Regions from separate parts of the Rattus norvegicus genome. Here region 1 is linked to region 2. A link is a contact called in public Hi-C data. All regions are on one chromosome and are shown on one strand. Each heading gives the region's core, a stretch centred on a gene start, on an enhancer-like site or on the middle of the called end of the contact. The rest is flanking DNA. Distances are from core to core; before and after follow the strand shown.

The links. Hi-C and Micro-C count contacts between places; a contact is called where the count stands out from the background.
Region 1: a contact with region 2 is called in a Hi-C map of liver, with 2.6 times the contacts expected there. The contact joins the promoter of Lrpprc here to the enhancer-like site in region 2.

What each region holds. Positions count from the first base shown.
Region 1 is chr6:15,610,260-15,614,536 of GRCr8, reverse strand. It overlaps Lrpprc (leucine-rich pentatricopeptide repeat containing), which reads right to left and starts at 1,899. Exons shown (of 38, transcript NM_001008519.2): 1 at 1,691-1,899. The coding sequence starts at 1,839.
Region 2 is chr6:15,531,693-15,536,007 of GRCr8, reverse strand. It overlaps LOC134479313 (a long non-coding RNA gene), which reads right to left. Exons shown (of 5, transcript XR_010052470.1): 2 at 337-4,315. Among named protein-coding and RNA genes, the nearest start is that of Ppm1b, 74 kb to the right of the region's middle. Within about 2 kb of position 2,002, at least 6 of the 93 cell types and tissues checked have an H3K27ac peak or open chromatin away from gene starts, as enhancers often do. A contact at or near this core is called in liver, where this site is marked.

The DNA of each region.
Region 1 (4,277 bases), core at 650-3,149, 79 kb before region 2:
CAGCATTTCGACAAGACCATGTCCTGTGCTCGAATAGTCTCCTTTCTACCGAAGAAACACACATGTGGGTCACACCGTAGACAAGACCCTGGCAGTCATGATCCTGCTTAGTTTTTCTATTGATCTTTTGTATGTGCGTCCATACATGTGAAGGCCAGAGGACAATTGTGGGAGCCATTCTCTCCTTCCATGTGGGTCCTGAGGTCAAACTAAGGTCATCAGGCTTACAGAGAAAGTGCCTTTTCTTGATGAACTATGGTGCCTGCTCACAAGGCCATTTTTTGGATCTTGGATCGATTGTGGTAAGAGAAAACTTCCGAAGAGACAGCTGGTGCTGAATAACAAAACAAGCCTTACAAAGACACCCAGCACCCTCCCTTACAGACTAAAGAGATCCAGCGGAACTTAGCCAAAGGTCCAAGGAAGTAGAACCCAGGTCTGATGAACACCCAGACCAACAGCCTGTCACTGAAATTCGACTTCTGCCAAACGTAACAGCAAACATCAGTGACAGCACCGCAGCAGCACTGTCACTGGAGGAAAGCAAAAGGAACTGGCACCACGGTCTCTGAAGACATAAAGCCAGGGGCATGATTTCTGAAGGTTCACTGCTCAAGCTTACCCCAAAAGTACAGGCCCTGTATACAAATAAGCATCACGCCAAAGATGTGCAACCGAGTTGCTGGGACGTCATACAGCAGTTCCTTCATCTAATTATATGCAGGGCCCGGGCTGGCCCATGCAGACAGTTACTTCTATTACAGTGGTAACCAGTTAAGACACATCAAGTCCTGTATCTCATGAATAGGCCTAACCTTACACTGTGCCCACCTATGTACCTAAAGAAACTTAAGGCCTGGGCTGTTGAGTCATTTGTCCAATGGCATAATGCGAATAAACAGAAGCACCCTTAGTCCATGGCTCCCCGCTCCAGAACATACTTCCTAAATCTTTTTGCTAGACCCAAAAGTTCTTCTGGGGGTGGTTCAACTGTCAATTTCTCTCTGGTACTAAAACCTAAGCCCCCATCTTCCTTCATCTGGTCAACACACTCATAACCTCAATCCAGACCGGCATACTCGCAAAAATACTTGCACTAACTAGAAATTTAACTTGTTTTTGCAGTAACTACATAGATCCCCAACAAGCGCCTTGCGTGTGTCCACTAATCCATTATTGTGACCATCTCCAACCCATGATGCCTGTGTAAATATTGAAGGAAATTTTCATTCAACAAAAGGCAGGCAAAAACCCGACCCGGGCATAATCAAATGTAAAGTTCTAAACTATCCCTGGGTCACTCAAAAATTCAAACCCTATCCCCAAGAAAAGTAAAATGAAAAACAGAAGCCTCCTAAGACTACATACTAGCAGGTATGTCCAGTGTGGGAGAGCACCCAGGAAGGGTACTTCTAAGGAATGGCACAACACCTGCCCCCACATCAGCACCACCCCCTAAAGCCCTTGGGCTTCCCGGGCCGCCCGAGCAGGTGGCAACCTCAAGCAGCGAGGCGGAAGCCAGCCATGCCCTCGACCATGACCTTCTCAAGACATTCAACCTTGTCACCCTGAACTACTGGCAAAGCACGGGCGTTCGCGCCTGAGCTGCCGGGACAACGGAATTGGAGCGAATGAGCAGGACACCGGCCCGTCCGCCGTAGCCGGTCAGGAGGAAGGGTCCAGTACTCACCCTGCAGCCGGCCGGCCACCAGCGGCCGCCACCCGGACGACAGAGGGCAGCCTGCCGGGGCCGCCCGCAGGGAGGCGCAGGGACAGCGGGAGGCGCGGGACCGCCGCTGCCCCTAGCAGCCAACGCGCGGGTCTCAGCAGGGCTGACATGGTTCACCGTAGTCAAGGCAGGATGCACGCTCCTGCAGAGGACCTGGAGGAACACGTGACGACGGGGTCGCCCCCTAGTGGGACAAACCAAGTCCCGAGAGCGCCTAGCCTAGGGGGAGGCGGAGCTCCGCCATGGCTCACGGGAGAGGCAGGCCGAGCTCCTGGGATCATCTGAATCCGCCTTTTGTTTTACAATGTGTCGTTTTTGTGCTCTGCTCTCAGTGTTCCTGTTTCCGTGTCCAGCGCCCCGGCTTTTAGAGAGCTCGGCCACATCACCCCTCCATTTTGCAGTTGGTAGAGCCCCTAGAGGTCGACTCCGCCCATGCGCGCGCAAGGGTTTGTGGGGGGCCAACTAGGAGCTACACCGAAGGTTGCTGGGAAGGGCCGACCGCGCAGGTCCCGGAGTGCCTGCGATGTTCCAGCCCTGCACCTAGGTTACCGCCGAACTGCTACCCTAGCTGCTCAGTGACGTAGTTCCTGCCGTAGCTCTCAGAAACGCCTGCCAGAAGAAACCTTGACGAAGGAGACTAGAGGCTGTGGACCTCCAAGTTAACTATATGCAATTCGTGTGATTGGGGAGAGGGTAGACGAATATAGGCAATGCCTCGCTTCGTAAGATAAATGCATTTTAACAAAGATCGTATAATTTTAAATGTCAAGGTCGAAGTTTCTCTTTCTTGATGCCCTGCTCCTCCTTTCAGTTAATGCACCGCTACAAGCAACTAAGGTAGTGGTGCAATTGTCTGCAGCTAGTAAAACAAGTTCTCGCTCTCACCAGGGTATGCTGAAGGGGTTCCCTATGCCTTCGTGTGAATCCGGGAACAGGCATCCATTCTCTACTTAGCTATTCCTTGACCACTACCAACCAGGTGAACAGTCAAATTCTCCCTCTGGAAGTTTTCCCATCTGGCTGTTTCTCCTCCTTAGACAACAAACTTCTAAGCTCACAGAATGTGGCCTCTTTTGTAGCGAAAGCTCCTCAGTTGAAGACACTCCGGACGTTGAGCGTTTATTGAATGGATATACGTGTAGAGTTAACTTGGCTTATCTTTCTGTTGGAGAAGCTAATCCCACCCCCTCACACCCCAGATGAGTTTGCTTTAAGTTACCCTATTGGGCGCTATGACAGGATATAATCCATGCTTTCAGCATTAGTACTACTTATTGAGCACATATTTTGTGCTATTTGGGATGCTGGGGATATAACATAGGAAAAAAATCTCAGCTTAGACAAAATTCCGTACATTTAAAGAAACAGATAAGAGTTTTAATGTAAATAAAAGATTAAAGGTGGGTTACCATCTGTGGTGATTAATCTTGATATGATTTAGGATCACCTAGGAAACTGGCCTTTGGGCAAGTGAGGGAGTTTTTACACTGGATTAGTTGAAGTAGCAAAACCGCCCTGAGGGTGAGTAGCACCACTGGATGAGTGACAGGGCTGAGTCATAAAGGAGAAAGCGCTGGGCACCTCTATTGGCTGCTTCCTGACAGCTCCTGCTGCCTATACCCACCAAGAGCCAAAATAAGCCTTTCTCCCTTAAGTTGCTCTTCTAGGAAAAGTAAAGGAAAATCATCGGAAGAGAAACCCAAAGGAGGAAGTGAGGATGCTGGAGGAAAGAGCCAGCTCTTGTTCCAGTTTCAGAAAACAGCAAATTCAAAACCCTAAAGTGGAGAAAACTAAAAAGGCCCGGATGGAAAGAATGAGCAGGAGTTGGGTGGGACAGGGAGGTCAGACTGGTATTTGGCAGTCAGGTACTGCAGGGTGTTACCTTGAATGACCTTTGCACCCCCAGGGAGCTGAGTGTCAGGACTTAGACTGTTATATAAATGAGATAAAAAGCTGTTAGGGAATTTGATGTGTAGCTGTGATACAAATTCACTTGTTTTTTAAAAAAAAATACCTATTTTACTATGTGTGTGAGTGTTTTGCCTGCCTGTATATGTGTGACCACAAGTATGTCTGGTGCCCTTGAAGGTCAAGGAGAGGCATTCGGATCTCCTGGGAGTGCAGTTCCAAATGCAAGCGGCTGTGTGGGAAATGAACCAACCAGTACATGCAGCTTTTAAAAAGAATGCAGACAGTCCAGGCATTTGCCACACTCAAGGAAGGCTAGGGGTTTGGGTCGAAAGTGAAATGAGGCTGGTGGAAGTAATTGTGACTGCTCCTGAAAACTCTACTCCTAGGTTGTAATGCATGCTTTTAATTGTCATCGTGATGGAACTTAGAATCAATCACCTTTGGAGGCAAGCCTTTGGAAAGCCTCCTTGGTGTTAGGATTTTAGGTGAGAAACCTACCCTGAGTGTATGTGTGAGTATGGGGGGTTATGTAGGGGGTGTGTGTATGTGAATGTGAGGTTTGTGTGGGGGGTATGTGAGTGTGAGTGTGTGTGTGTGTGTGTGTGTGTGTGTTCCATGGACTGGAGTCCCGGAGTAG
Region 2 (4,315 bases), core at 753-3,252:
ATGTGTGTGTGTGTGTGTGTGTGTGTGTGTGTGTATGTATATGTATATATGTGTATGTATCAAGCGCTATGGATACACTATGAGATAGATCACCAGCCCGATCCCCAATTATGCACAGGAGGAGAGAGGCACAGAGGTGCTAGGTGATGGGCCTCACGTCACCCACACACGTCAGATATGAACAGGGAAGAGAAGGGTGCAGCTCTCCCTCTTTGTAGCAAAGTCAGCCTTTGGATGGCTGGGGAGGGAAACAGAGGAGACCAGGTCTGTCTGCTCAGAGCCCTCAGCATCTGTGATTGGAAAACAACCCCAGGCCAGTTCTGCTGAAGTCCTTACCTGCACGGCAAAATTCGTTTCTAACAGATACAAAGAGAAGGCTTGCCATCGGGTCTGGATACTGACACGATCTGAATAGAAACCAAGAGGAAATCCATGAATTTTAATGGCCTTAGTGGTCACTCAGGTCAAGGGCTTTCCAAACCATTCCCTACACACACCCAAAGACCCAGGAGCAGCCATCGTGGGCATCCTCGCCACAGGAGCAGCCAACCATGCTCATCTTTGCGTCTGTTTCAGTATTTATCAGCAGTACTGGCACAGGGGTGCTTGTTCTGAGGATGAGCCCACGGTAAGTATTTAGATTTTGAAAAGTGACCTCATTTAAGGGCAGTATTAAGGGGCCAGTGAGATGGCTCAGCAGGTAAGGTGCTTGCCCCAAGTCCGATGGCCTGAATCTGAGCACTGGTATCCACAAGGTGGGAGAGAGCAAACTCCAGTAAGTTGTCCACTGACCTCCACATACATGCCGCGGGGTGTGCCTGCCATCTGTGAACTAACAAATAAAAATGTAAAAACACAGAACAAAGCAATACTAAGGCCAACAGCACACTGCAGGGCATGCCTGAAACCCCAGTACTTAGGATGTGGAGGCAGGAGGATCAGGAGTTCAAGGTTAACCTCAGCTATATATTGAGTTTGAACCCTGTCTGAAAATGAACCAACAGTCATATTAAATAGTGAATGGTGTAAGTAGTAACTGAATTAACTGATAAAAAAAGGATGAATGGATTTTTTCCACTATAAAAATGACTTAAAGCGATTTGTGAAATACCGCTGGAGTCCATTTTGTGTTTCCTCCGCAGGCCTGGCAGGCGAGGGTTTAGGATGCCCGCCTTCTGCACGCATGGTCATTTAAGTGCCTCTGACAGAGTTACAAAGCACCGCTGAGGACTCTGGGCCCCCACTCACCTGCCTGCCTCCCCTTCCCCTATGTAGTGACATCTGAACCCTTCTGGTAGCTATGCTTCTAAAGCTCCTCAATTCCCCCACCCCCACCCCCATCCCCCACCCTACCCCCCACCCCATCTCCAGGGCAACCCTACCTGGACTGAATCCTAACACATCTTCTAACTTCCAATCCGAGGCTTCTCCTTCAATCCGCCCTCACACTACTGCCAAAACCTCCAGTCTGACCCCACCGTGCCCCAGCACACAGGCTAAAGTCCAAGTCACTCAACGAGACTCTAACAGCATTTGGCAGTGGGTCTATGCTAATGGTTCCAAACCCATTCACTGGCAGTCAGGACGAGAGTGTCCCCCTGTCCCCCCCCCTCCCCGCCATGCCTAATGTCTTCTTCCTTTGCACAAAAATGTTTCAGGCCCACACATGGCCCCCACAGAACTGATTCCCACCTCTACAGCAGGCATTTTGAATGAACCACCTCAGGATGTAACTGACCCTCGGAGAAGAAGGCATTTTAAAGAGATACGTGTGTCCTTCCTTCCTTCCGTTTGTCTATCAGATAGTTAAAGCAGTGAACCCCAAGAAACTGTAATTCCTCAAGAGTCCCACGATGGGGAAAGAAAATACCCAAAGCTTGGACGAGTTAGAGAGGACACAAAGGGATTTACAACTTAGAGATGATGGGTCAGTGGTGGGCAGGACCAAACCTTAACCAGGACTAGTTAGGTGTGTATAACATTGACTGTCTACTTGAACTTCAACCTCACTTCAGGACTCCAAAGATAGACTCGAGGAAGGTCACTGGATCTGTTTGTTTTCTTTCCTAATGTGGCCACCTAGAATAGATTTCTTTCCTGTTTTTTTTTTTAAAACTATTAATTTGGCTGTTTAAATTAGTTTGTGGAGGATGGGTATCTGAAGTTGGCTTGTTGGGACACAGGCTGTGACCCTAAGAATGCAGCCGTTACACCAGACATAGGTCAGGGTCTTATGTCATTGAGCACATGGTGCAAGGGGTCATAGCTCAAGCCAGTAACCGTGACTTCAGAAAAGAATGGCGGTGTTTACTGGGCACCCATACCACACAGCCATGGTCTATCTCATCCTCCTTTCTATTCTCTTGGAGGAAGCAGGTGACTTCCGGGAGGAGCTGGTGACTCATGAGTTCAGCCTGGATCAGCAGTAGCTGAGCTGTGACCTCCAGTTTAACCTTCCGTAAGGAGTGACACGCCCCCTTGCCAGGGACACAGAATGAATCCTGAGATTTTGGCCTTGGTGAGTATCGGAAGTCTGTTGAGATTTAAATGCCCACCACCACTCTTCGCAGCCATTTAATCTTGTATGCCAGGCTCCAGATGATTACAGACATACAGAGATATACCAGTGAGCAAGACAGGGTTCCTGTGCTTTTAAATATGAACATGGCCTCGTGTGGCTCAGACAGGCTGTCCTCACTCTCACGGTTAGCTGAGGATGACTGATCAGATTTCTGACCCTTTAGTCTCCTTATTTCAATGGCTGGAATTATAGGTGACATCACCACACCCAATTTACACAGCAAACCCAGAGCCCTGCTTGGAGGTTGCTTTAGATTTATTTCCGTATGTGTGCATATCTATATTTTGCATTTGTTTGTGTGTAACTTGTTCTTGCAGAAACTGGAATTACAATGAGTTCTTTGATTTACCTGATACGGGTGCTTAAAATTGAACCCTGGTCCTCTGGGAGAGCAATTAGACACACTTCACTTCTAGGCCACCTCTCCAGCCCCTGTTTGGAGTTTTTAATTGGTATCTCTCCTCCTGCCTGAATTCTCCATCAGACACTGCTTCAGGAGGTATGTGTTCCTCCTCGGGCTTGGCAAAGGCTTGGCAAGGGCTTGGCATGGGGAATATCTGTTCAGTCGCCAAATGGGTGAACAAAGGGCTCTAAATTTATTCTGGATTTATCTGAGGAAAAGGAGTGAGCTTTGAGGAAGGGACTCAAGAGGTCTCTTGGAGAAGATAACTGTTTTGAGGACCATGAAAAGTCACTGAAGAGTTCCAAAGAGGGAAGGTATATCTTGAAATAAGAAACTGCCTCATGTTAGAGTCCTTGTGCTTTGCAAGTTGAATCTCCCATGACCTGTGTTTAACCCTCAGATCCTCCAGTCTCCTTGCCTGACCTTCAGACCTCTAGTGAGGAAGGAGGAGGAAATGAAAACAAACAAACAAACCCTCCCAAACAAACAAACAACTGTCAAACAATGCCGGAGGTGGTGGCACACGCCTTAATCCCAGCGCTGGGAGGCAGAGGCAGGCTGATCTCAGTGAGTTCAAGGCCAACCCGATCCTTTAAAGAGATAATTCTAGGACAGCTAAGGCTACACAGAGAAACCCTGTCTCAAAAACAAAACAAAACAAAACAGAACAAAAAAACCCTGGCAAACAAACCCAGTCTCCAAAAAATGAGATAAAACAGAAACAATCAAATATAAAAACTGGCAAACAACATTTAAAATATTGCCAATTATCTTCTTTTACTTGTTTGACATAGAGACTTTCTATTGGTCCAGGCAAGCCTCCACCTCGCAATCCTCCTGCTCAGCCTCCTGAATTCTGGGCGCACAGGTGTGCCCCACCGTACCCGGTCTGATGTGCTGCCAACTGTCCCTGCCTTCCTATTAACATGAAGTTGGCACAAGCAGCCACAATCCCCTACTGCTTCCTTCTGGCTTCCTCGAAGTTCCTGAGTCATCTCCACCTCTGAAGGCAGGGCTGTGGGAAACGGGACACTGGTCCCTTCTGAGCTCTTCCATTCACTAAGCCCTTCACTCTCATGCTATCTATGAGATCCAGATGGAGCTGTCACACATGGTGGCTCCTCTGTTAACTCTGGCCATCATACTCCATGGTGGTCCTACATGGGACTTGAGATTAGAGGCTTACCTTAGAGGCCGACAAACCCGTATCTGGAGATCCCATGAAAACAGCGAGGCAAGTACATAATCAAATGAACCATTTGAGCCTGGAGGGAAAACATTTTATACCGTGGGGATTAAAGTTGCTTCCTTGGGGTGCCAGGGAAGGAACT